7 separate regions of the Mus musculus genome follow, and regions 2, 3, 4, 5, 6 and 7 are each linked to region 1. A link is a contact called in public HiChIP or PLAC-seq and promoter capture Hi-C data. All regions are on one chromosome and are shown on one strand. Each heading gives the region's core, a stretch centred on a gene start, on an enhancer-like site or on the middle of the called end of the contact. The rest is flanking DNA. Distances are from core to core; before and after follow the strand shown. Region 1 holds the start of Rbm34 (RNA binding motif protein 34). Region 2 overlaps Pard3 (par-3 family cell polarity regulator). Region 3 has its middle 17 kb from the start of Gm51605. Region 4 has its middle 32 kb from the start of Gm39286. Region 5 has its middle 18 kb from the start of Gm31546. Region 6 overlaps Pard3 (par-3 family cell polarity regulator). Region 7 has its middle 63 kb from the start of Gm31603.

Region 1 (3,631 bases), core at 699-3,198:
AGAAGAAGCCGTTTCCTAATTGCAAGCTCAGGAAAGGTGTTCATCTTAATTCAGAGACAAAACAGAGAAGGGAACAGAAAGCTTGGAATGTAAAGCTTCGAGAAAGCAGTCACCGAGTGGAAGCAGCGCACAGTCCTCAGAGGGTGTGAGGGTGGTGGGGAACTAGTGTAGTGGCTCAGCAGGCAAAGGCACCTGTCCTGCAGCCAGACAGCGAATGGACTCCTAGGAGCTGGTCCTTCCACAGGCCACCTTGACAGGAATGCACTGACACACATGCAGACAACAAACGTAATAACTACTGAAGGTTTTACTGAAAGAGGAGAGTGTAAAAATGGGAAAAGAAAATAGGCTTGAAGCAGCGAGAAGGAATTGAGAGCCAAGGGTTTGTGGAAGCTGAAGTACAGCTTAGGTTGCAGAGTGAGTTTAAGGTCCACCTGGGATGCAAGAAGTCTCCAAGAAAGAATGAGGAACACTCAATAGAAAAGTAGTGTATCTGTTTGGATACTAACTCAAATATTATGTAAAAGGAATTTTAAGTTAGTAAGGGAAATTTGGTTCCTATGAAAACCAAATTCACATTTGACAGACACACTAACTCAGAAATCCCAACTCAGAAAACAGAGAAGGGGTTAAAGTCCTAACAAGGCTGGCTCAGAATCAAGAAGCAGTGATGGACACAAAGACCTAAAAAGCTGATCTACCAGTATCTGTTCGCTTAGGATAAATGGCTTTCTTGTATCTTTTAACCCTGTATGAGACTTTGTATAATGTATTTTTTAAATTTCAGAATATGCAGTGAAAAAAATTAAGATGAACATTAAAAAAAAAAAAAAAAAAACTGCCTGAGGTATTTAATATAGCAAAAAGGAGATTTCTACCAACCTGTTTGCCAGTCTTTTGTCTGCATCAGAGAGTTTCTTCACTTTCACTTTTCTCGAAGGCTCTTGCAAAACTGGCTTTTTAGTTTGGGACACACTCTCTTCTTCATCATCATCATCATCATCAAGTTTTCTTTTTTTAGATGTTTCCTTTCAAAAGTTTGAAGTCATATTTAAAACCTCAAACTTTAAAAAAAAAAAAAATCCTGACCCTAAAGCTGTGTGTTGTGGCTTATATCTGTAATTCCAGTATTCAGGAATAGAGGCAGGAGGAACTGTGCCAGGCCAGCCAGAGCTACATAGCAAAGTCCCTCCGTCTCCAAGTCCCTGAGCAGTACTCCGATGTGCCTTTCTACATGGATACTTCTTCACGGGTTACGGAGAGAAGCAGAATATTCTTGCAGCACCAGCCATTCAGTGGAAAGGTGAGGCAGGAATATAGAATCTGGGTTACCGTGTATTCTAAGCGTGCGCAACTAGTGTGATCCTGTCTCAAAATAAAAAAGTCAAGTCGGACATGGTGGGAGCGACTCTGTAATCTCAGAACTCAAGGCTGGAGAAGGATCAGGAGTTTAGTTCATCCTCGGATACATAACTGAAATTTGAGGCTTACACGGTCTACAGGTGACCCTGCCAATCAAATAGGCTGAGGGTGAAGCGCTAGCCCTGCTCAAAGGACCAGACAGTCACTGCTGTCAGGAGAGTGACCCTCTACATCTCTCTCTACCGGGATACTCAGGGTGCAGCCCGGCGACTCACCTGGGGCACAGGCACAAATACAGGAGGAGCCGATGGCTCCGCGGTGCTGAAGAGAGCGGCCAGCCGCCCCGTCCCGCCTCCAGGAGGCCGCGGGCCGCCCCGCAAGCTGTCGGCGACCTGTCCCACCAGGTAGTCGCTGGCCGCACAGCTCACGCCGTCTCCAGAGCTCTGTCTGCAAACACAAGAGCACTCTTCAGCCACGCCGCGCCACTCACCGCCAACCCATCCACACCAACGCCCGCCGCCACTCACCTCCGCTCCGAGCCCTTCCTTCTCTTGCGTTCCTCCCCTCCCAGAGCCATGCTGAAAACTGAGCTTCCGGGATGGAAGTCCTAGGTCCGCGCTTCTGGGATCCGACTAGTCATGCGTTCCCTCTGGTTCCGGGTTCCGGCAGCCTCCGGGTTCCGACTACTTCCGTTCTAAGGCTGAGCTCTTCCGCTCAGGACCACACCCCCTCTCCCCATTCAGCCCGTGGCTGCGCAGGAGCCGCGCTATGCTTAATACTAATGGTTTTGCAGTCCGCAGGCGTCTCAGGGAAACCTAGGCTGAGGGAGTGCAGCAAGTCTCACGAGTAGCTGAGGCCTCGTGTTAGTACGAGGGTCAGCTAAAACCTGACATAGTGGCTTAGGTCTTTAATCCCAGAATTTGGGGCTCGAAGTAGCCGGATTACCTCGATTTCCAGGACCGGCTAAAACCACATGGCTCCAGCATAGCTACCTCGTCTCAAATAAAACAAGCCCCCCCGCCCCCCAGGCTTAGGGAAGGCTGTCGGCCACAGCTCATTAAGGAAGGAGGTTTCCAAGAGAAATGGGGCTACAGGGATGTGTCTTAGCAGTCGGGGAAGGGTACACCTTTCCCGAAGTTTGACGTTTCAAAGTCGGCAGAAAACAAGTATTTGGGATCACAGTTTAACTGGTCACATCCTTGTACTATTCCGTCTTCAAAGCCGCCCTGTCATTTATTTTTATATTTATTTATTATTATACATAAGTACATTGTAGCTGTCTTCAGACACACCAGAAGAGGGTGTCAGATCTCATTATGGATGGATGTGAGCCACCATGTGGTTCCTGGGATTTGAACTCAAGACCTTCTGAGGAAGAGCAGTCAGTGCTCTTATCCACTGAGCCATCTCACCAGCCCCCTCCCCACCTCCCGTCATTCTTTAAGTAAATTCATACTTAGATTTTTTTTTAATAGTGGCTTATATTTGTAATCCCTGTTCTCTAGGGCCTAGGTAGAGCTTGGCCATGATTTTGAGGCTATTCTGGGATATGCGGTCGTAGCCTCTTTTGCCTGCAGGAAGTCCAGCATGTTGGGATCTCCCCAGTTACCAAGATAGAGAGACACCCAAGTGAGCTTGCAGGCCAGATTTAAAGCACATTAGGGAATGCTGGGGTAGGTGACCTCTATGTTAATATGTTGGGTCTATCTCTAGGGATACTGACATTCCATTACTGGGATGTGGGGGCTGGAAACTTGCTGGGGAGGTCTGGGAACTGTTACTGAGGAACTCTGGAAACTGCTGCTGACCCATTGTGCTTGCTTCAGGCCAGGTGGCTGGGACATTCCATTACCTGGGCATGAAAGCTGGAGCCTGGGCTTTTTCCTGTTAGTAATTGACTTGTCTGGACTTGCCCAGTTTTTAGGCCTGGTCTCCTAAACTCCTATTTGAAGTCTGTCACGGAGTCAGCCTAGGCTTCTCATTCCTCCCTTTCAGTAATGGGCCAACTCTAACCCTTGAGAGGTTTCCGAGGCCCCTGCACTAGCAGCTCCAGCCAGCCCTATGTTAAGGAAGAGAACCTAGTAACACAGCAGAAATGGCCACATTTAACTTGATTGATTGGAGGTGCTAGCTGGTTGAAGACATAAAAATCCTCAGTCGTATTTACAACCAGGCCATAAATGCATGGAGTGAGTCTCCAGGTATAAGCCCTCCAATCATTCTCTGGGGGCAGCCTGTATCCTGCATCAGTAGGGGTTACAGTATGGTT
Region 2 (3,631 bases), core at 317-2,816, 460 kb after region 1:
CAAGTCTAGCCTCAGTTACTATGTAGCTGAGTATGAGCTTGACCTCCACCTCTTGAGTGCTGGAATTACATGGGTTCTATATGTAACCACCCCTGGCCTATGTGATATGGGGCATAGAACCCAGTGTCCTTGTGAGTGCCAGGCAGGCACTTCATCAACTGAGTTATACCCCAAGCTCTAAGGAAAGTGTTTCCTAGGCTACCATTTCTTCTGGAGGCAGATGGTGGATTAGAGCCAGATAACACCAATGTCAGGAAAGGTTAAAGACCTTTGTAAAGTCATTGTATATGGGTTTGCAGTCCACTGTGATCTGACCTGCCTTCCCAAGTGAGTAGTGCCTCAACCTCTACCTCTGCAGCTATGGAGTACTCTGCAGTAGTACTGAGCAGCTGGCCAAGTTGCTAAAGCGCTTGCCGCAGAAGCATGGTTCTCACTGTAGCTATTGCATGTGGTGTTAGCCTCCCATAGTAATAACATAAGGAGAACCTGAAGAAACCTGTTGTCTTCAGAAACTAAAAAAGCCACTTCTCCTGTGCTCAGACACCACATGTGAGTGTATCAGAAAGCTTGGCGCTGGAAGTCCATGCTGACATGGTGGTTGCTAGTGAGTGGTGGTGTTCAGCAGATTAAGGGTCTCTGCAGGATCTATAACCAAGGGGAAAGAGGCACAAAGGAGGTACAGTTTGCTTAGCTGGTTTTCAGTTTGCAAATGTAGAGCATAGGATACTGCTGGGTCTGTGTGGTCTGAAGTTTTCCTAGCTCTCCTTCTCAGGGCAGACTCTGAGCGATGGAAGCATCACCATGTTTGCACACCCAGCCAGAAAGCTTTTCCTCTCCCATCTCCATGCTGGACTTGCCTGTGTACCCAGATCACCATACCAAGATCATCATATCCCTTCTGATTCCACACACAGTCCCAGTCAGTGAAAGGTCCCCTTCGCCATAGAATCTGTGGGAAAGTGAGGCCATGTGCGGCTCAGTGCTCTCACTTTGTTACCGAGGCTCATCATCTTTCTTATCTCCATTTCTCCCTTCTTTCAAGTGGAAGAAGACACAGAGGAAAGCTCGAGGTCAGGGAGGGAGTCCGTGTCCACGTCCAGCGATCAGCCTTCCTATTCTCTGGAGAGGCAAATGAATGGAGACCCAGAGAAAAGGGACAAGACAGAGAGGAAAAAGGACAAAGCCGGAAAGGATAAGAAGAAAGACCGAGAGAAGGAGAAGGATAAACTGAAAGCCAAGAAGGGGATGCTGAAAGGCTTGGGGGACATGTTCAGGTAAGTATTCAGATACAAAGCAGGGGCAGTCCTGAGCAGAGTCTCCAGTTCCCCAGCAGTGGGATGCATGAAATGCCTTCTCAACACAATGTACAAATATCACAGGGCACAGCAACAGTGGCCCAGTGCTGAAGCTCCATCTTTGGTGTATAGGTCCATCTAGGTGGCACGTGACTGTTGGTGACTGGGGTTAGCAATAAGCACATCTTTGAGGCGAGTCCTAGATTCTTGTCTCCTTTCTGCTCTTAGCTGCTGCATTTTCACTTCCTTGGGGATTTCAGCGTGGTTATTTTTGAGCTGTTTTAGCAGCCTTCATTGTGGTATCTTGCCAACCACACAACAGTGGTGAGGAACCATGGACTGTATCTTCCTCCCACTGCCTGCAAAAGGCCCACGGAGAAACGGGCCTATTAAAGTGATGTTTGTTCTTTTTTGTGTGGGAACAATGGTTCATTATTTAAATCTAACACAGAGCTCAAGTTAGTTGTAGCATTTAAAGGCTCATTAATAACAAGTCTAATGAAAAAAATGTTACAGATAGAGCTTCAATTAAGCTATGTTGATTAATTTAATACTTATTACTTCAGTCTGTAAAGATTTCATTAGATGTAGTTTCTGGCTGTTTCTTGACAGTTGGTTTTGTCCCTAAATTATACTCCAGGATTACTTAGCATATCATTTCTTACAAATAGCTGCCATACAATAAAAAGACCAGACTCTTAGGAAGTTGCACCAAAAAATCCCTGTCAATGTTCATCTTAGGTGATTTTTTACAAGATTTGGATATCTAATATTAAATACAGAGATGATGAATGTCCCACAAAGTAAGCCCTAAACACAACAAGGAAATGTTTAAAGTTGAAAACACACTACTCACGCAACCTCTGATTTTTGTTTTTTGGTTTTTTTCCAAAATAGAGTTTTCCTGTATCGTGAGTCCCTTCCCTTCCATTTGCTTTCAGTTTTAAAATGTGAATTCGAGTTTTTGTTTTCCTAGAGTTTCTTGAGTTGCAGTCCTCAGGGTGACCTCAACCTGAAGGCTGCAGGGTATAGTCTGCAGTCTTCACAGCAGTGTGTCCTGTGGGTGTCTGTCCGATGGGTCACAGCTGGGGAAGTATGAACGTAGAGACTCACATTGACCTGTGCTGGCCTGTCGGCAGCTCAGCTTTAATATATAGGAAATATGCCTTTGCCTTCCACCCCCGCCAGAACCTTGGCGCCCTCACAGCTTTTCATGCAAGTTTTTCCTGTTAATATGCTGCTCTTTCTGACTGCGTTTTTCTCCCTGATGATCTTTCTTCATTATATTGCATATTGCATGCCCATACATATTTATAGGATGGAATCGTTGTAACCGCTACTAGATTCCAACTCCTGTGATTCCTCAGGAAGCAGGGGGTTCGTTCCACTTTTGCCAAGTGGCAGCTCATGAGCTGGCACCCACACAATACACAGTAATGAGGCTGCCACCTATCAGTTACATCTTGAGACTCTGCACTGCTGTCTTTCTCGGTTAGACAAGAAAAGATGGAGGACACCGGCCCCAGGCCTGTGACGCACCTCTGCCTACATCTCTCCTCTGAAGGTCTTACTAATGACAGTATATTCATGTTCTTTCATCACCAGAACTCACATGATAGGTTCAGGGCTCTGTCCTTTATGGGAAATAACAGATGAAGTTCCAGCTTCAAAGGACTACCTTAATTATAAGTGTTCTTTGCCTGCAGCTTACAGCTCCAGCAGTAAGGCTTCGTCTACTAAGGGTTAGTGGAGGGGATGTGAGCCCTGAGGAGAGAGGGCGTCTCTTCTGAGCACCATGGCTAACTCTGTGTAAATTGTCTCATTCGGAACCCATAGATTTGCTTGAAGTGAGAGCCAGCTTTGAGACAAAGAAGTTGGCCCATTTGGAAATTCCAAAGCCTGCAAAATTATAAAAATCAAAGCATGCATGGTGGCACTAAAGGTTTTTATTTTGTTTTGTACAGTTGAGTTCACATTCTCCCAGTGTTTAAGAATGGCTAGGAAGACAATCCCAGGCACTTAAACTTTCAAGGGCACCTGGGATCAGGTGAAGTTAGCTCACATTGCCCATCTTTTGGGGGACTGTGCACAACAGTTGTTAAGAATAAACGTTATTAACAAAAACCAATTTTATTTTTACAGTCAAAAGTAACAAAGGCTCAAAGTTCATCACTCTCTAGTTATCTTATTGTATATGATCTCTGCTCTGAGATGACTGACAGTGGGCATGTCTGCATACTGTGTGCCTCAGGTTATATTGCACTGCCCTGCCTGGCTTGTGGACAGTCACATCTCACCCCTCTAAATCAACAATCTTAGGAGTGCACACTAGGGAG
Region 3 (3,631 bases), core at 377-2,876, 450 kb before region 1:
GGAAGAGAAAAAGAGAGAAAAAAGCAAAAGAGAAAGAGAAAAGAGAAAGAGAGAAAGAGAGAAAGAAAGAAAGAAAGAAAGAGAAAGGAAGAAAGAAAAAGAAAGAAAGACAGAAAAAGAAAGAAATAAAGAAAGGAAGGAAGAAAGAAAGGTAGAGGAAGAGAGAAAGAGAGAAAAAGCAAAAGAGAAAGAGAAAGAAAAAGAGAGAGAAAGGAAGAAAGAAAATGAAAGCGAGAAAGACAAAAAAGAAAGAAAGAAAGAGAGGGAGAAAGGAAGAAAGAAAGGTAGAGGAAGAAAGAAAGAGAAAAAGCAAAAGAGAAAGAGAGAAAAGAGAAAGAAAGAGAGAGAAAGAGAGAGAGAAAAAGGAAGAAAGAAAATGAAAGAAAGAAAGAAAGAAAGAAAGAAAGAAAGAGAAAGGGATAGAGAAAGAGAGAAAGGAAGAGAAAGAAAGAGAAGAAGAGAAAGGAAGAAAAAGAGAAAAGAAAAAGAGAAAGAAAAAAGAGAAAGAATGGAAGAAAGGAAGAAAGAGAGAGAGAGAGAGAGAGAGAGAGAGAGAGAGAGAGAGAGAGAGAAGGAAAAAGAGAAAGAAAGGCAGGGAGCGTGGAGACCTTAAAAGCACTGGCTGCTCTTACATAGGACCCAGGTTTAGCTCCCAGCACCCACATGATAGCTCACTAACATCTGTAACTCCACTTCTAGTGACTCAATGCTCTCTTCTGACCTGCAAGGGCACTGAACAAGCACACTGAATACAGACATGCTCGCAGGCAAAATGCCCCCAAACATAAAAATTTTAATAATAATAATAAAGCTTTCAAAAAACCCTCCCCTAATCACCACAAAAGAAAGACCTGCTCTCCACATTAAGACGTCTAAAGACTGTGATTAATTGGGTAGCGACTGTCTAATGACCTGGAGGTTCCTGTAGGGCAAAGGACTCAGCTAGCTTGAGAACAGGGCTCTTTTAGTGCCCCATGAGGTAGGGATTAGGGGGCGTGGTTCCCTCCATTGCTTCTCCAAAGAAAACACGCCTGACTAGCAGCAGAGATCAATAAAAAGACATCACACCGAAAACAAGAAATCTCACGGGAGGGGAGGCTGACGTCCTTTCTTATTTATGGCTCACGATGAACAGCGGACAGATGTGCTGAGGGAGATCAGAAAGCCGCTCTTAGTTGGGGCTGATTCTGGGGGTCTTTGGAGCAACCGCTTCTCCCAACACTTGACACTGTGACGATGTAATTGGTTTTGGGAGAGCTGGGAGTGGGATAAGGGATTTTCCGGAGGAAGATGAACGCAGGAATGCAGCTCTGGACTGAAGCTGCTGACCCGATTCCTCCAAAATAGATCCCACATCACAGAGCAGCGGGAATCTAAGCCTTCCCAGAGCGCCCACCCGCACTGCTACAAACACCTAATTCATGAAAGAAATGAGCTTTAAAGATGGCAGCCATGCCACCCGTTAGCTGTTTGGTCATCGAAGTGCTTCTAGAAATGGAAAAGAGCTATTCAGCACTAAAGATTTAGGAACGTCTGTTGACATTAAGGAAGCAGCCTCATGGGAGAGCTGACAAGGCTCCCAGAAACATCACCAAGGGAACGGTGACGCAAATGCGTTTGGTTTTCACAGACTGGCGTGCTGCCAGACTCCCTGCCTGACGGCTGATGTAACTCCAGTTCCTATCTAGGTTAGCTTGCTTAGATAGTGCCAGCAGAACACGCAGCCGCAGTCAACAGCAAGCTTCTTTTGGAGACCAGAGTAAAAGGATAAACATATGTTTTCTTCTTTAGATCCTGATGTGTATTGTATTTTAAAGGGGGTACAAGGCTGGAGAGATGGGTCCACGGGTTACAAGGACGGGCTACACTTCTGGAGGATCAGAGTTCGAGTCCCAGCACCCACATGGTAGTTTGCAATCATCCATATTCCAGTCTCAGAGTATTGCGCCCCTCTTCTGACCTCTGTGGGCACCAGGCATGAATACGGCACACAGACATACATGCAAACAAAACTTCTATACACATATACATTTTTTAAAAAAGAATTATTTATTTTATGTATGTGAGTACACCATCACTCTCTTCAGACACACCAGAAGAGGGTATCAAATCCCATTACAGATGTTTGTGAGACACCATGTGGTTGCTGGGAATTGAACTCAGGACCTCTGGAAGGATGAGCAGTCAGTGCTCTAAACCGCTGAGCCATCTCTCCAGCCTATATATATATAACGTTTACAAAGGAAAAGAAAGGAATCTCATGTCAGCCTAAATTCTACCTCAACACAGACCAGAGGCAAGCCTGTCACCCACAAAAGGCATCACTATTTCACAAATATCAGCTCTCAATACTGTTTAGCCTATTAGGGAATAAGAAGGAGACTGTTCCCAGCTGAGCCAAATAATGACAGGAGAAAGCAGAGGACATTAGTTGTGAATGCAAAGATAATGATCCTTTTCATTATTGACTAAATGGGCTGAGGCCTCTGAAACCTGCGCTAAAAGATCACTATTCTAAAACATTTTTCTTAGAGACTGCCGATTTCCGGGTTTGTTTGTTTGTTTACAATCAATAAAGGAGAATTGTTAATTGGAAACATTCCCCCCAGACTCGGGTCAGATGTTGATGCGTTGTCTTCCGCAGGGTGTAAAGGGACAGAAAGCCAAGAAACAAACAAACAAACAAAGACTAGCTTTTAAAGCTTACTAGGTTATCCCAGGACAGAGGAACCTGTGCTGTCTTTAAAGGCCAGAAGCTGATATATAATTGGTTCCCTGGCCTTTAGAGGCAGGTAATTAAATCAGCAAGAGAGGGAGGGGCGAACAGTAATGGAGACAAAAGAGCCAGGCTAAAAATACAAGGGAAGGACCAGAGCTGACCGGATACCAGTCCTTGAAGGCACAGTATTGATCATGCCCAGGTTTACAGCACACCCCTCCCACTCTGCTCTGTTTTCCCTCCTCCACCCCTCTCCTCTACCCACCCATTTCCTTTTCTTCTTTCCTTTATTTATTTGTTTGCTTACTTATGTGGGTTTTTGTTTGTTTGTTTGTTTTGTTTTGTTTTTTGAGACAGGGTCTTTCTGCGTAATTCAGGCCTTAAACTCACACCATCCTTTCTACCTCAACCTCCCAGGTGTTGGATTGCAGGTATATGCCACCACTCCTAGGTTAACCCATTCTTTGTTTGTTCTCTGTGTGTGTATGTGTGTGTGTGTGTGTGTGTGTGTGTGTATGCGTGCGTGTGTGTGTGTGTGTGTGTATGCGTGCGTGTGTGTGTGTGCGTGTGTATGCGTGTGTGTGTGTGTGTGTGTGTGTGTGTGTGTGTGTGTGTGTGTGTTGATGTACATGTGAAGGCATATGGAGGTGAGAGTCAACCCCAGGTATTTTTCCTCAAATGCTATTATCTACCTCAAATGCTATGCGTTTTTGAGGCAAGATCTCTCCCTGGCCTGGGTCTCACTACTAGGCTGACTGGCCAGTGAGCCCCAGGAATCTTCTGTCTCTGCTTCCCCTGCTCTGGGATCACTTTTGCTTGCCGCCACACTAGGTTTTTTGCATCATTTCTGGTGTCTGGCTCAGGCCCCTCTACTTGCAGCTAAGCTGTCTCCCCAGCCCTCAGCTCATTTCT
Region 4 (3,631 bases), core at 374-2,873, 430 kb before region 1:
GCTGGGGTTTGGGAGAGAAAGGACGGGGTTCGACATAAAGGCAGCCAAGGCTGTCTGTGTTCATTGCTTGTTTTTAAGTAAGGTCACTGTGGATGGGGACTGGTGAACCAGTCCAGCTAGATCTCAGGTACCTTTGATTCTCTTCCCCAGGGCTCCTGTGGATAGCCTGTCATGTCCGGGGCCTGTCCCTGTGTGAAGCTCCCTGAAGGATAGACTGCATCTTTTGCTGGCAAGATTCTTAGCACCTACCCTGCAGTCTGGCATTGCAGAAAACTATCCTGGTGTGTGTGTGTGTGTGTGTGTGTGTGTGTGTGTGTGTGTGTGTTTCTAGCACTCAATGGAGGGCAGCTGCAGGGAGGGAATTGGGGTGAGGAAGACAAGCCAAAGAAAATCCACTCAGGGAGATAAGGAGAACGCTTCCAAACAGCTCCTAGAAGGCGTAGGGTCCCTCGGAAGGCTTTCTCTTCACAGTCAGGGATATAATAGAAGTGGTTGCTATGGAAACCGGTGTAAAAGCAGAGAGGAGAAAGGAGAGGGCTGACTAGGGGGAGGCAAGAGTGAGGCGGCAACATCAAAGGGTGTGTGTGTGTGTGTGTGTGTGTGTGTGTGTGTATGCTGCAGCACCTCTACATCTGATGAGAGAAAACAAGTCAGGCGGCGGCAGCTTGTTACCATTCCTGAACAGGTCAGGGATTACCACACACAGTGATCCTTCCTCTGGAAACCTGTGTGCTAAGCCTGCTCTCCCACAATAGAGCTCATCAGCTGGGCCCCGGGGAGGGGGGGGGGGGACGGGGTCGTGTAGGTGGAGTGAACTCTTTGGCTGTCCATGCCATTTGTTTTGCACACAATTTTGGGGGACAGTCTTAGAGAGCAGGCCATTTGTCTGTGTCTTGATTTTATCACGTGCCTTCTTCCGAGGCATGGAAGCACCCTTGCTTAAGAAAGTCACCACAGACAGAATAGCTTAAAGAAAAGACATGACAGTGTTGGGTGCTGTGTGGACCAGGAAAAAAGAAAGAAAGAAAGAAAAATGTGAGCTACACCATCAGAGCCCTGAGCACACATGCCCTAGGGGCAGGTGCTGTAGGGAAACAGAAACCAAAGCCCAGGTCACACACTGGGTTCTAGTGTGGTCATCTGAGTGAGGGGAAGGGTGATTGCATCCCCTCAGGCTAGGGACAGCTCCCCACCCCCACCCCCAGTCCTGACAGAATGCCCTTTCCTGCTGACTCATGCACACAGCTCTGCCAAAGATGGTCCAATGGAAGCACACCAGCTACTCAGATGATTTTAAGTGCTCCAGTAGCCACAGCCAAAAGGGGTGGGGGTGGGGGTGGGACCAGACTGACTAGTTTCCTAAAATTCTCGTAAGCCTATAAACCCCCAAAGTGGCCACCTCAAGGAAATCAATTAGAAATCACTGCTTTTTGTTTTCGTAGTGTCGGGGGTTGGACCCAAGGCAAAACAAACACTGGACCATGTAGTTATGGCGTGGCCTACGGCGTAGAGATTATTAATGAGGTATGTCAGATTCTTTCACACTGTATCTTTGAACCCTGGTGTGTGGGCTCTGCAAGTCAGATATCCGGTGAGTCACTCCTTAGGCTCTTCATAGCCAGGCGGGGCTGCTTGTGTTGGGCAGCAACACAGCCCTAGAATTTTCCATCACACTGATGGAAGCCGGGCGTGTGCTCATTGTAGCCAACAGCCATGGGTGACTGGGCTGGGTGTCTTCTGAGTCAGGAAAGCCTCCATCTTTCAGCTCAGAGTGAGTCTGTGCAGAGAGTCAGCTTCAGTCCTCGAGGCTCCGGTGGTTTGGTGACCATTTGAAGACATGGATAGTCCTGGTAATGCGGGACTGGGTTAAGGGATAGAAAGGAACAGCACGTGTCCCTTCTAGACTCAGAGGGGAGTAGCCGGTGTCCCGTGCAATAGAATAGCACCTCTACCTCATAGCCTAGCAATACTCAGACATTAAGACACCCAGAATCACGCCTGGTGATTACATGTCTATAATCACAGAGGCTTGGGAGACTGAGGCAGGAGGGTCACAAAATCAGAAGCTGGACCCTGACTTTTCCTGTCTAGACATATGTTAAATTAAAGATTGTTTCTTAAAGGTCTACACACCTTCCTGGAAAAGCTTCCTCTGCAGGGTGAGGGTGGACAGTCGCCGGAACAGCCCGTAGTTTCCCACGAGGAGTAGGATGAATCACATCAGCTGCTTTCAGCAGACCTTGGCATGCTATAATTGCCTGTAAATATTAGCATGACCATGAATGCCTTGCTATTACCAACTGTAAAGGCGGGACAGGGTCACACTGAGAGCTGGAGGTGCCCTCTACTAATCCACAACCTTCTTGAGACAGGTGGTCCCTTGAGCTGAGAGTAAGGACCCTTCCCCTCATTCCAAGCACCTGCTGGGCACTTATCTGTTGTTTATTCTATGCAAAGTATTGCTGGGTAGATGAAGAGGTGAAGGGCCAAAGGGCATTACTTCCATCTAAAAGCCTATGCCAAGAAAGGAAGAACAGGCTGAAGAACGGGCTGAAGCAATGCCCAGGAGTTAGGAGCACATATTGCTATTGCGGAGGACCTGAGTTTGGTTCTAAGCACCCATGTGGGGAGTCTCAAAACTCCTTGTAACTCCATCTCTAGAGGACCAGGTGCCTTTTCTGGCCTCCAAGGCCACTGCACTCAGATGCACAAACTCCTCCCCTCTTCCTCCCCCTCCTTCTCATCCTTCTCCCCCCCCCTCCTCCTCTGCTCTCCCCCCCACACACATACAATTAAAATTAAATATTTCTAAAAAGAGTGATAGAGACTATGTTGCCACGAGTGGGGACTGTGATAGACTCATTCATGCTAAGGGTTTGGGAAGCCTAGAGAAGGAGACTGACCCCAGGGGGACCTCCTCAATGAAGAGCCATGGGAAATGGCAGTCAGCAGGACTGAGGTTTCTTAGAAGTGATCAAGTGACTTAGTGGTGTCTGGAGCATCAATCACATCTCAGTTTCAATGCACACGCACTCTCAATTAGCCTCTTGATGGTTCACAAGAGGGGACTCCAGCCCCATGGCAGAGCCACTCTAGGGTAAGAGCAGCATTCAGGTTTATCACTGGACCAATAGCACTGGTACAACATGGTGGTGTGCACCTTAAATCCCAGCACTCAGAAGCAGAGGCAGGAGGATCTCTGTGAGTACCAGGCCAGCCAGGGCTACACGTGAGGCCCTGTCTCAAAAACAACAACACAAGAACTACTGGCCTAGTGGGATGCCTGGTTCCTGCAGCTCATAGACCTACAAGAAACCTTTGGGGTTTGGGGGGCTGCTGGAGAGATGGCCTGGCAGTTAAGAGCACTGACTGCTCTTCTAGAGGTCCTAAGTTCAATTCCAGCAACCACATGGTGACTCACAACCATCTGTAATGGGATCTGATTCCCTCTTTTTGGTGTGTCTGAAGACAGTGACAGTGTAATCATATATATATATATATATATATATATATATATATATATATATATATATATATAAATCTTTTTTTTAAGAGAAATCTTTAGGATGCTTGTAGGGTAGGGGTAGGGGAGTGGGTGTGTGGAGGAGTCACTGGGGAGTGAGATTGGGGG
Region 5 (3,631 bases), core at 364-2,863, 360 kb before region 1:
TAAAGAGACCCTTGTAGCCTATTCTTTGGCTGTCAGACTACTGGGGACTCCAAGAAACTGGAATTTCTCTGGGAATCTCAAGCTGTCAGATGGAGAAGGCCTTGTGCCAGCCAGAATCCCCCAGGAAGGGTCACACAGGTCTGACCATGTGTCACACCACCTCACAGGAGACTGGAGCCCAGGTGGTGGTGGTGGTGGTGGTAGTGGTGGCAGTGGCAGCGGCAGCAGCTCAGTGATGGGCGGGGCCACACCTTGGCCAGATCTGCTTCTCTGCGCATTCACTTGCTTTCTACTTAACCCTAAACCTCATGCCAGGATCTCAGAGATGGACTTGAGGGTTGCTAGACCCCTTTGTTCTTCCCACTGTGGCCACAAAAAATAAATCTCTTTTCTCTGCTTTTATTGCTACTTCTTTAACTGGGGAGGGGTAGCCCTGGCTAACTTTTTTTTATAGCTACCAGGACTCAGGCTTTGACCCCAGCAACCCCATAACATTCTCCCTGACGTTTGTCTCACACAGCCACCCACCTGCTGTTTGCTAACCATCCTTTCTTTCTTCAGCTGGGAGGAGTCAGGAGCAAGCAGCCTGTGAGTCACGTTCCCTTAAGGGTTCCCACTGATATGCTGTGATCATGGACAGGTCCCCTGACAACCAGAACTTCTGCCACAGCGGCTCTCGGTACCCCACAGGTGAAGTCCTAGGTATTTACTGACTACATTTCACTCTCAAGAGGGACAGGGGCATTTCCACAATTCCCCTGTGGGTGGGGGTAGGGACTTAGATAGGCCGAGTCCCCAGCAAGCCCAGAATGTGTGATTCTTGCCAGCATCTGAGACCCCAGACAGAGGTGAGAATAGGAGTGGGTAGCCCCCAGCTTCCTAGCTCACAAAGCACAAATCATCACTAGATACAGGCTCCGTGAGGAGTAAGAAATCGGTACCATCGTGCAGCTGTAACCTGCATGCTGAAAGAGTCGGACATGACTGTCAGCAACATGACAGCCTGGGAAATGGGTACAAGGTGGGGCAAAGCCTTCCCGGTGGTTAACAAGGTTCTCCTGTTATCCCAAGCCCTGATCTCAAGCATCCTGCCATGTCCTGCCTTCAAAGGTGAAGGTGAACCTGAGTCTCAAGAACATGCCTGTTTCTACTACCTAAAGAAACATCCGGCCAGCTTATTAAAATTAGGCTAGAGGAAAGCCCAGCAAGGCCCCAGTCCGACTCCAAGAAAGCCGAGTGTCTTCTGAAAATAGGGTTGGGGTGACTGCAAGTAAGACCTTTCTCTGGGAGGACTAGCCAGCCACACTTAGATAACAGAGTACAAAGTACAACTAGGATCAAGGATGAGTCCCAAGCAAGCATAGAAAACCAGTGTATACTGTGCAACCAGGATCAGGGATCAGTATCCAGGCAAACAGCCAGCCAGTGTGCAGTGTGCATGCAGAATCAGCCAAGGTAGGTGACTAATGTTTAGAGTGTGACCAGGATTGAGGATCAATATCCGGACAAACCTAGAGGCCCATGTGCAGCGTGCAACCAGGACCAAGGGTCAGTGTCCAGGCAAACAGACAAGCTATGTCCAATGTGTAATCCAAACTGTGAGTCAGCGGAATCAGAGACAGAGCCAGAGCCACCCATGCTTGGCTGAGAAACCAGATACCAGCTCTGGGCAGGAACTCACCCTGGGGAAGCTGTTGCCTCATTCTCTAGGCCCTTACCTCTTGCCTTCCTACAAAAACCAGGCCAAACAGGATTTGGGGTGTGGCCAGGCTGATCAGCCTACGTCACCATCCCGGTCACAGTCTGTCTGGGCAGAACCCAAGGGGTCTGTGGGTTCTCGCAGCCTTCTGCATCCTACTGTAATATGGGTAGATTTCCTGGAGGCCACCGAGCATACTCCTTCAGTAGAGGCTTTACCTCAGACCAGCAGGTGTTCAAGAGGAAGTGGGGGCGGTTCCATGTCTCTCTGGGACTTGCACCCCAGTTGACAGGGTCACAGGGACAATCTGAGGCATACCCCTGGGATCTGTGGCCTTTGGCCCCCAGGCAGCCCACCCATAGCTCAGAAGGTATGAAGTGGGAGGTGAAGGAGAAGCACCGGAAACCTGGTGGGAAACAGACATGGGAACACGTGAGCACTTGTCCATCTCACTGGCTGGGTTCCATGTGTCACCTCTGACTGCCCTGCTCTGTGCGTTGTCAGCATTGAACACTTGATGTGACCACACCCCCTGGTCTCCAGGCTGCAGCCCTTTGGAAGGATGTGCCTGTGTTGGCTACATTTCTTCTTGCCTTGACAAAATCTTGGACAAAAGCAATTTGGAGCGAGAGAACGTCCATCCTTCACAGTGGGGACTGTACAGGAGAGTTCAGGGTGGCTGGAGGCTGTGCTAGAGCTCCTGACCTGACCATCAGACTAGGAAGTGGAAAGGACACCATAGCTCCTCATGGAAGCAGAAACTGGTTAAGACCCTGTTCTCCAGTGACTTACTTTCTCTAGCTAAGCCCCGGCTCTTAAAGGGTCCATGTTTCCCCCAAGCATCATTCCTACTGCATAAACCTGAGAGGGACATTTTGCATTTAAAGTCACAGTCAAGTAGATCAACCTTGGCCAGAAACAATTTCTCTTTCCCCAGCAACTAAATACAGTACTGCAGATCTTGGGGAACCTGGAGAGGAGGGTGACAAGAGTCAGGGGTGAGGAGAGACAAGAGCTGGCCTGTCATCCCTATATGAGGGGTGTCCCTGGTGGCTGGAGATCCTGGAGTGCCTTTGTTTTCCTAGGGACAGCAACTGCCTCAACCCGTGGTGTGAATGCAACAGTTGGCCCATTTATCACTTTGATTTTTAACTCCCACCTTCTCAGTCCCATCCCCCACCCTGTCCCATATCAGCAGTTCAGTGGATGCTCTGCTCCCAGGGGTGTGACTTTTTAAAAAGGTAAAAACTGTTGGCTGGTGGATGAGGGGGAGCCAGCCTGGAGGAGCCAGCATCTGGTTTTACAAGTCTGGGATCTCCTTTCAACCCTCTCAGTTCGCTGCTCTCCAGATGGACAGGGAGGCTCGGAATGCATGTGGGAGACCGGAGGTTGGGGCTGGCGGTGAGGCATTGCAGAACCTCCATGAGTAAGAATGAGTAACCAGCTCAGAGCTCCTCCTAGCTGGGCAGAGGCACTGACCCAGTTCTGTATCAGCTGAAGGTGGAGCTGGTGGGGCTGGTGCCTGGTGTGGGCTGAGAAACCACCCAGATCTGCATACAATGGGCCACTGCAAGCCCAGAGACCCGGAAGTCCTCCCAGAGCTCACGCCCCTGCTTCCCGTCCTGCATAGCTGTGTGTGGGAGGGGCCCCAACCACCCACTCATGTCCCCGCTTCAGGCTTCCAAACACTGCTATTGACATCGGTCTCAAACAAGGAACAAAACCAAGAAGTTACTCTTGGGGTTGCCCAGTCTCCTGAAGACAAAAGAGGGTTGGTCTTTCCTCAGAAGCATTCCTGGAGGAGAGACTGCTCATGAAACCCACAAGAGAGTTACAAGAACTCAAATGAAAACAAAGATAATGGTGGCCCTGCCTGGGGATTAAGTAAGCAGTCAATGCTAAGGGGGACTCTTCTGTGGAACTGCCTGCTAG
Region 6 (3,631 bases), core at 370-2,869, 350 kb after region 1:
TGTACTCATATACATAAAATAAATAATTCTTTAAAAAGAAAACTTAGAGGGTTGGGCTCTAGGAATTGTTGGATATCATGTAAGCTAACTATTAAGTATTTGAAAAGTAGTTATGTGTGTCTTCTTCTTACTCAGAAACCCTTGAGGAATGGGGTGCAGTGGCCGGATTCCCGGAGGGACTGCCGGTTGGCTCACATCTTGCCTAGCATGTCCTAGAGAACTTGTCTGGTTGGTTTCTTCCTTCAGATAGACAGAGGATAAGTTGGATGCTCTCCAGTCTCCCCTCCAGTGTCCAAACCATGTATGGCTTTGGGGCAGAGCGCTACCTAGCATGTTAAAGTCCAGAGTCGATCCCTGGCATTGAAAAAAAAAGTGCATAAGAAAATTTCCTGGCATTCTGGGCTACCGAAGAAAATAAGGAATGATTGGGGAAGGTGCTCCAAACAGAAGAGCCTAAGAGTTTGAGTGTTTGTCACTGGATGTCAGATCTGCTCTCTAATTCAGTCTGCTGACTCCTGAGACATCTAGGAATCTGGTTCCTTTAATTGTCTTCCTGAGTCACTAGTTCTGCCAGGCCCTCTTTGTACAGGATCCATCCATGTTTCTAGCCCATGTTGATATGTATTCCTGGAGATGGTTTTCTTGTCTAAGAGGAACACAGTCACCAACCACTGACCAGAAAACTAAGTTACAGGTAAGAAGGCTGCACTTCAGCTCTCAGGGCACCTGTGAAAACTAAGTGAAATTTGTATTTGATTTCCACCCCCGAGTTGCCTCAATGTATGCAATTCCCACAGATACCCTCAAATCTGAGTGGCGGTAGCGATGGTGGTATCTAAAACACTAGCTCCAAACATTTTGCAAAAGGAATATTAAACCCATATTGTATTTGGCACAGGGTCCATCATTTCCTTATTTCTAACTGTTTTAGTGAGGATCTAATTGGTCTACACTGATAACAACTACTATAAGCTCTCTGCCCTTATTTACAAGGTAGCTGTTGAACTTTCTTATGACGGGTAAACCAGGATTATAGTTTCTGGTTAAATATCCTAAAAATAGCTTTTGTTGCTCTTGGGAATCATTTCTGGAAGGAATGATAAGCTGAGGTTGCTGGGATGACTCAGCATGTAAAGTCTGACACACTGAATATGGCTGTCCCTTGGACATAGAAGACAGAAAGAGGAAACTGATTCCTTCAAGTTGGCCTTTGTCTTCCATATGTATATGCCCTTGCCTGAATGAATAAATGTATTGGAGGAGGAGGAAAGGGAGGAGCAAGAGAAGAGAAGGAGGAAAGGGAGGAGCAAGAGAAGAGGAGGAGGAAGAGGGAGAAGAGGAAGAACAGGAGGAGGAAGAGGAAAAGGAGGAGGAGGGAGAGGAGGGGGGATGAAAAGAGGAGGAGAAGAAAGAGGAAGAGGAGAGGAGGAAGAGAAGAAGGAAGGAGGGGAGGAGGATGAGGGGAGGAGGAAGAAGAGGAGGAGGAAAAAGAAGCAGTAGTAGTAGTTCTTGTTGTTGAAGTACAAAATTGAATTATTTTTAAGTCACAAGTTCTGGGTTGAAAACTGTGTGATTTTAAAAGTCTTAATGTCACGTGGGAGCCCTTGGGATCATCTGATTCACAGAAGGGGAATGTGAAGATTTTATGTGTTGAGTGTTTTGTATTTTACAATATTGTGAGACTTGGTGATTTTTTTTCAAAATATGTCAGGAGTTTCTGCACAGAACCGGCCCAGATTGTAACTGGTCTTTCTGTGCCGGTAACAGGAGCGTCCCTCACCTCCATGGTCATGGTGAACAATCTGCGTGTTCATGGCATTGTGGGGAAGGTGGGCTGTTGGTTTTCTGAGACAAAGCTGCTGTCAGGAGTGGATGGTGCTGTGGAATTTCTTCTTGTTGAATTGTGGTTGGCTTCAGGGGAAGTATAGTAGAATACCCCTCCCTGCCTCCCCCGGAAGAGGTATATCCCACAAGCAGCTTGCCAGGGAGCTGAAAGTTAATATGCATTTCCCAGGCCAGGGACTTTTCACACCTGCTGATGCCCATAAAGCATTCATGACAGGAGAGTCCCTGATCACAGCAGCCACACCTGCTTCTCTGACAAGAGGTGCTGTCCTTCCTATTGAAGACTAGCGACTGTTTGGGGCTGCCTCTTCTGTGGAAACTTTATATTATAATGTTAAAAAAGGGATAGTGGGTCCTTATATTATTTTTCATATCTAATCTTTTAGATGAAGTCCTAACTTAACTGTAATAAATCATTGCTTGTCATTAGCAAACTCAGTGGTCATTACTGTTTTATGGTTTAATAAATCATTATGATATCTGCACCGTCCACAGATTCATTCATTCGTTCATCTCACTCTGCAGCCTAAACTGGCTGAGAACACGCTATCTAGGTACTCAGGATGGCCTCAGACCTGCTGTGATCCTTCTGCCTCGGTCTTCCTTGTACCGGGGTAACAGGCGTGTGCTCCCATGCTCAGCATAATTTTATATGATGACCAAAATACCTAAATAAAATTTTTTATCTTGTTTGAGTATTTATAGTGTATAGAATTTTTGTATTGCTTTGATCAGGGAGTGAAAAAGATTTGAAGTGATGTTTTCTAATTTATTATTAACATTTTGTGGGGGTTCCACAAAAATATGGAACAAAGAAGATTTGATAGCTTAGTTTTCCTCTCTTTCTAAGTTGGGTTGTATAAGATTGAAAGTACTGCTTTATGTTTCCATTTATTGATTTATTAATTGACTGTACGAGAGCATTGCTGTGTGTATACTCGCATGTCAGAAAGAGGGCAACAGGTGCCCTTATAGTGGTCTTGAGCCACCATGTGGTTCCTGAGAATTGAACTCAGGACCTCTTAACCACTGAGCCCACTCCAACCCTGAAAATGATTGGAAATTTTCACGTTTGGTAGTTAGAATCTACAAACGAGTATATGTGATCTGGCATAGATAAGGTTTAAGACAGCCGTGTTTTAAAATACCATCCCCAAATGTGTTGCAAATGAAAATAGAGTGTACTATACATACTTCAATGGGCAATCATGACCAACCACATTGTGTTATGGTAGAGCAAAGCATTTCATATTCGATATTTCCCCATATGCTCTCCCCATAAACCCAGAATACACTTCTAGGACCTTTCTCCTGTGTGTACTCAACCCCAACTTTAGATAAGGTTATGTAGAACATGGCTAAGATGTTAGAGCCTGTGTGATGTTATTAATACAATGAAGGATATGTTTCACGGGGATTAAACTATATTTTAAGCCTTCCTTAAACACCTGGTGATAATTTGCAGGTCTTTATACACACATTAATGCATGGATCCACCGTTGACTTGGTACATTAGGGACACTTTTACTGTGGGAAGTTAATGTCTGTCTTACTTTCCTTACCTATTAGCTCCACAAAGTTCACTGTATACATGCACATTGCAGAATTTTTCAGACACAATAGAAAAGGGCGGATTTTTGGCTCTTTAGACATAATCTCCCATAACAGGATCATCTGTCAGTAGTGCCCTGTTGTATGAATTATGCCCTAATCGAGTTAAGTGGAGAATTGATCCACCATTTTTAGATGTAATTACAAGAAATCACATTTGCCATAGGCATTGTAA
Region 7 (3,631 bases), core at 352-2,851, 300 kb before region 1:
ATTACCTAGAATCCTTCCTAGCTGAAGAGGCTGTAGGGAGGGGGTGGAAAGCCATTTGTTTACTGGTTCAGAACAGGACTTTCTACTTCAGAAGTCTCCAGGCTTGTTATCCCAGCTACGCAGAGGCAGAATTGCACGTTTTCAAAGCCTGCCTGGGAAACAGAATGAGGTGAAAGCCTGTCTAGACAGCCCAATGAGACTTTATCTCCAAATAAAAAGTAAGGAGTCTGCCGAGGCTATAGCTCTGTGATGGAATGCTTCCGAGAGTGCACAAAGCCCTGTAGCATCCCCAGCACAAGAGTAACAATAAACTTCACCGGAATTCAGAAAAGACATTAAAATAAGATGATGCTCGAAAGAGGTGCCAAATGGATCGGGCTAGCCTGGGCTACAAACCACGTGCCCCTCTCCCATCTCAAAAGAAATAAATTAAGACCAACAATAGACATTGACAGATTTCCCAACAAGGGAACAACCAGGACAGTGGCTTTCCACTGACGACCATTGTAGCGGAAGATTATGTTCTATCTCTTTAATAGTGCTATAGGAGGCACCTGCTTACAGACGGAGGAGGAGGCTGGGAGTGAATGTCTGGCCCTGGCCAGCCATCCTCGGCCAGCAATGGGCCTGCTGAGCCCATTTCAACTGAAATGAGATCAATAGGATTCATTTTTTCTCCTGCTGGCTCCCGAGTGATTCATGAATCAGAAAACTAGTTCATGAATCAGAGCGGGGCGGGGAGAAGGGGGGGGGACCATTTGTGCAGTCGGCAAACCTCCATTTCTTTCACGAACCTAGCCGTGAGTTGCATAACACTGCCTGGCACTTGCTAGTTGAAACCAGTCTTTTCGGAAGCTGCTTTACTCGCTCACCTATTCTCCTTCTGGAAAGGGGAGGGACACGGTGTGTACTACTGTGTGTCCAGCAGTCAGTGTGTACTGACTGTGTGTCCGGCGGTCTCGGTAACATTTCCACGACAAGGGAAGCATTCATGAGTCTGCGTGTGTGAGTGTGTCGCAAACAGCCTTTGACCGGCCTTGGGGCCCCTTTAAACCTGAAAAAGAGCCAAGTTCATCTCTCTGTGGAGCTGCTTAAGGAAGCTTTGAGATGGGGCAGTTGGAACATCTCTGCAAGGGCTGATTACAGCCTACTAAGGAAAATGAGATTTTTATCTCACAGGAATTCAGTTATAAAAATAAAATACAGCGTCTGGCTTGATTCAGCTAAATGCACAAGTGCCTGGGTGTTTTTAATTTAGTAGGAAAAAAAAAAAAGCCCCGGACAAGAGGAATGACCTAAAACACTACATTTAAAGGAAAAAAAGGGAGGGAGGGAAGAGGGAGGCTACAGGAAGTGTGTGTGTGTGTGTGTGTGTGTGTGTGTGTGTGTGTGTGTGTAGGGGGAGAGAGAGAGAGGAAGAGGGAAAGGGAGAGAGAGCCATGGAGGACTGGGGTGGAGGGGCGGGACAGAAAGAAGCCACCCTGCTGGCACTTGAATGCAGAGGGTGATGTCACCGGAGCAGTTGGAGCGAAGGGGAGAAAAACAACTTGAAGCAGTGCTAATCCCCGTTTGCTGCCCTGAAGGGAATGGACGGTGGCCAAGGCAGGGAGTTATGGGAAACCATATAAGGGTGCCAAGCAAGCTTTGCCGCCAACATTAGGAACTGACAGCTTTGTTCTCTGTCACTTGGCTGCCAGCCAGAGGCCTCATTTCAGCTCAGCGGCAGCGTGACTACCCTGGCGGGCTGCCAGCCCTGTGCTCAGAGCTTTTTCCTCCCAGGGCTTAGCTTTTTTTCCCTCCTCCGTCCCTTTGCCAAACATGCAGCGGTTACTATGGCAGTGAGAAGGAAAGTTAAACACACACACACACACACACACACACACACACACACACACACCAAAGTAGAGGCACGCCTTTATCCAGATGTGCAGCCGGGAGCAGAGAGAAAAGGCAGTTAACCTACCCAGTGGGGCCTGCAGGAAGGGGGAAGACACCTCGCTGTGAGAGGTGGCCGGCTGCTGCTGCTGCTGTCACTAGAGACAGACAGGCCTCCCTGTGCACCTTGTGGGAGGGAGTGGGGCTGACTTCCAGACCTTGTTTCTCTGTTCTCCATCTCTTCCTGAGGCATGGTGGAGTGCGTAACACCAAATGGGGAAGACTGTCATGCTTTCCACTGGCCCTGTGTCTGTGGTTCTGAGAAAGCTGCAGGGAGCCAGGCCCATGGAGCATGAAAGAGGAGACAGGAGGGCAGGAGGAGGGGTCTGCGTACCCTCTGGACACCAACGCAAACTTAGCACCATGGCTTCCCCTGCCAACACTGGGAGGGTTGTGCTTAGTGCTGTGACTCAACCTAGTGGAGATCAGACCTCCAACCCTGGTAGTTCAGGGTACGCCGGAGCTGAGTAGCCTTTGTCAGGACCGAGGGCCTGCAAGGGCCAGTGTGTTCTTGTTCCCACATGGAACGGCAGCCAGGAGGGACTCTGAAGAAAGAGTACATTGCAATGTTTTTAATTAGGAGCATTTTTCACCTGCTTAGAAAGTGGAACATCTCCTGGGAGATGACAGGTCTCGACCAGAGGCAAGCCTCCAGGCACATGGTTGGCCGTGGGTTTCTAAGGCAGAGGTTGCTTAGAAGTAGAGATCTGGATGCCAGGCTTTCAGACCCTCGGGGTTTTAGCAAAGTTCCCAGAAAGGCCTCTTCGGAATCTAGAAAGTTCTGCCAGGCTGACTCCTGGCCCCACCGCTGGTGACTTAGGAAGGGTGACTTAAGAAGGGGTCGAAGTGTTTGGTGTAACCCTGCAAACCTCTCTGTAAAAACACAGTGGCTGCCACCCTCGGCGGGGCCCTGTGGCACTGAGAACGGCCTCCATAGTCTCTCTCCAGCTGCATCTTGGCAGGGAGCGAAGTAGAGCTGCCAGGAGGGACATGGCCCAAGGTCAGGAGGGAAAAGTTGGCAAGCAGGAAAGTATCCCAGAAGTCCCTGGGCCTGTTCCATGCTGCTTTTATTCCAGGCCTAGTCTGTACTTCTTAGGAGGCATGCCAAGCCAAAATGGGTTGTTCGCTGTGTTCAGCCAAATAGGGGTCCGGTAGGGAAGAGGTGGTGATAGGCTCCTCTGGGAGTATTATGAGCACAGCACGTACCATGGCCACCCCCCTCCACTACTGGAGGGGGGGGGTTGTTACCCTATTTTCATCGCTATCTTTCCCTAGCCTGCATGCCTACTGACTGTCATTCTTTCTAAGGGCCAAGGCCACAGGAGGCCAAGCTAGGAGACACACTCTGTGCATCAGTCCCTATGCCAAGGGGACCTGACAGGCTTGGTCCCCAGAGCATGGCAGAGTCTGCCACCACAGGGAGGGTAGTGGAATGTGGAAATCTGAATGAAATACACTTTGTTTCAACTGGGGCAGACAGAGTAAAGGACAACTCGGCACCAAGCAGCACAGATGCTAGGATAAGCTTAGATGGGAGGGAACAGAGCTCTGAGCTGGTCGCCATTCCAAGCAGAAAGATCCCAGATTGACAACACAGACAGCCTCCCAGGGGAACCTCTTTGCTTTAGGAACGACGCCAGCTCCCGGCTGGTCCAGGCACATCCAAGTGTATCCTGGGCTGACTCTTTGAGGGAAA

What was found. Promoter capture Hi-C pulls out the DNA fragments that hold promoters and counts their contacts. HiChIP or PLAC-seq counts read pairs in DNA pulled down with a chosen protein or histone mark.
Region 2: a promoter capture Hi-C map of hippocampal neurons shows a contact between it and region 1, with 2.2 times the contacts expected there. The contact joins the enhancer-like site here to the promoter of Rbm34 in region 1. A contact is called at or near these places in 3 of 39 promoter capture datasets (hippocampal neurons, liver and stem cell-derived epiblast-like cells), 4 of 484 Hi-C or Micro-C datasets (embryonic stem cells, myocytes and trophoblast stem cells), 3 of 115 datasets of contacts at active chromatin or transcription factors (embryonic stem cells and kidney) and 1 of 9 other capture datasets (embryonic stem cells).
Region 3: a contact with region 1 is called in a FOXA1 HiChIP or PLAC-seq map of pancreatic cancer cells. The contact joins the enhancer-like site here to the promoter of Rbm34 in region 1. A contact is called at or near these places in 12 of 39 promoter capture datasets (3T3-L1-derived adipocytes, the C10 cell line, cranial neural crest and 8 more), 17 of 484 Hi-C or Micro-C datasets (CD8 T cells, the G1E-ER4 cell line, Th2 cells and 11 more), 16 of 115 datasets of contacts at active chromatin or transcription factors (the SCID.adh cell line, bone marrow-derived macrophages, embryonic basal ganglia and 11 more) and 3 of 9 other capture datasets (adipose tissue, liver and macrophages).
Region 4: an H3K27ac HiChIP or PLAC-seq map of embryonic stem cells shows a contact between it and region 1, with 6 times the contacts expected there. The contact joins the enhancer-like site here to the promoter of Rbm34 in region 1. A contact is called at or near these places in 6 of 39 promoter capture datasets (the 3T3-L1 cell line, the C10 cell line, cranial neural crest and 3 more), 10 of 115 datasets of contacts at active chromatin or transcription factors (bone marrow-derived macrophages, embryonic basal ganglia, embryonic forebrain and 5 more) and 1 of 9 other capture datasets (macrophages).
Region 5: a contact with region 1 is called in an HNF4G HiChIP or PLAC-seq map of pancreatic cancer cells. The contact joins the enhancer-like site here to the promoter of Rbm34 in region 1. A contact is called at or near these places in 3 of 39 promoter capture datasets (the 3T3-L1 cell line, embryonic stem cells and liver), 1 of 484 Hi-C or Micro-C datasets (embryonic stem cells), 7 of 115 datasets of contacts at active chromatin or transcription factors (the 230-238 cell line, embryonic stem cells, extraembryonic endoderm stem cells and 2 more) and 2 of 9 other capture datasets (liver and pancreatic islet).
Region 6: an H3K27ac HiChIP or PLAC-seq map of extraembryonic endoderm stem cells shows a contact between it and region 1, with 3 times the contacts expected there. The contact joins the enhancer-like site here to the promoter of Rbm34 in region 1. A contact is called at or near these places in 6 of 39 promoter capture datasets (the 3T3-L1 cell line, hippocampal neurons, liver and 2 more), 1 of 15 datasets of contacts at CTCF or cohesin (embryonic stem cells), 21 of 484 Hi-C or Micro-C datasets (the AML12 cell line, the HL-1 cell line, the MC38 cell line and 8 more), 5 of 115 datasets of contacts at active chromatin or transcription factors (T-cell acute lymphoblastic leukemia, embryonic stem cells, extraembryonic endoderm stem cells and 1 more) and 2 of 9 other capture datasets (adipose tissue and embryonic stem cells).
Region 7: a FOXA1 HiChIP or PLAC-seq map of pancreatic cancer cells shows a contact between it and region 1. The contact joins the enhancer-like site here to the promoter of Rbm34 in region 1. A contact is called at or near these places in 2 of 39 promoter capture datasets (the 3T3-L1 cell line and 3T3-L1-derived adipocytes), 6 of 484 Hi-C or Micro-C datasets (the Ba/F3 cell line, the G1E-ER4 cell line, cerebellum and 1 more), 4 of 115 datasets of contacts at active chromatin or transcription factors (the HPC-7 cell line, epiblast stem cells, memory CD8 T cells and 1 more) and 2 of 9 other capture datasets (adipose tissue and liver).

Annotation. Positions count from the first base shown.
Region 1 is chr8:126,969,101-126,972,731 of GRCm38.p6, forward strand. It overlaps Rbm34 (RNA binding motif protein 34), which reads right to left and starts at 1,949. Exons shown (of 11, transcript NM_172762.3): 1 at 1,890-1,949; 2 at 1,638-1,809; 3 at 883-1,028. The coding sequence starts at 1,939.
Region 2 is chr8:127,425,480-127,429,110 of GRCm38.p6, forward strand. It overlaps Pard3 (par-3 family cell polarity regulator), which reads left to right. Exons shown (of 25, transcript NM_001309391.1): 20 at 1,043-1,274. Among named protein-coding and RNA genes, the nearest start is that of Gm9909, 27 kb to the right of the region's middle. Within about 2 kb of position 1,567, at least 30 of the 459 cell types and tissues checked have an H3K27ac peak or open chromatin away from gene starts, as enhancers often do. A contact at or near this core is called in hippocampal neurons, where this site is marked.
Region 3 is chr8:126,515,740-126,519,370 of GRCm38.p6, forward strand. No RefSeq gene overlaps it. Among named protein-coding and RNA genes, the nearest start is that of Gm51605, 17 kb to the left of the region's middle. Within about 2 kb of position 1,627, at least 223 of the 459 cell types and tissues checked have an H3K27ac peak or open chromatin away from gene starts, as enhancers often do. A contact at or near this core is called in adipose tissue, bone marrow-derived macrophages, cortical glia and 9 more, where this site is marked.
Region 4 is chr8:126,538,293-126,541,923 of GRCm38.p6, forward strand. No RefSeq gene overlaps it. Among named protein-coding and RNA genes, the nearest start is that of Gm39286, 32 kb to the right of the region's middle. Within about 2 kb of position 1,624, at least 216 of the 459 cell types and tissues checked have an H3K27ac peak or open chromatin away from gene starts, as enhancers often do. A contact at or near this core is called in bone marrow-derived macrophages, embryonic basal ganglia, embryonic forebrain and 4 more, where this site is marked.
Region 5 is chr8:126,612,753-126,616,383 of GRCm38.p6, forward strand. No RefSeq gene overlaps it. Among named protein-coding and RNA genes, the nearest start is that of Gm31546, 18 kb to the left of the region's middle. Within about 2 kb of position 1,614, at least 216 of the 459 cell types and tissues checked have an H3K27ac peak or open chromatin away from gene starts, as enhancers often do. A contact at or near this core is called in the 230-238 cell line, liver, pancreatic cancer cells and 1 more, where this site is marked.
Region 6 is chr8:127,316,967-127,320,597 of GRCm38.p6, forward strand. The region is part of intron 4 of Pard3 (par-3 family cell polarity regulator); the gene reads left to right. Among named protein-coding and RNA genes, the nearest start is that of Gm9909, 140 kb to the right of the region's middle. Within about 2 kb of position 1,620, at least 43 of the 459 cell types and tissues checked have an H3K27ac peak or open chromatin away from gene starts, as enhancers often do. A contact at or near this core is called in the HL-1 cell line and muscle stem cells, where this site is marked.
Region 7 is chr8:126,664,955-126,668,585 of GRCm38.p6, forward strand. No RefSeq gene overlaps it. Among named protein-coding and RNA genes, the nearest start is that of Gm31603, 63 kb to the right of the region's middle. RefSeq lists an enhancer at 467-2,802. Within about 2 kb of position 1,602, at least 405 of the 459 cell types and tissues checked have an H3K27ac peak or open chromatin away from gene starts, as enhancers often do. A contact at or near this core is called in 3T3-L1-derived adipocytes, the Ba/F3 cell line, the G1E-ER4 cell line and 8 more, where this site is marked.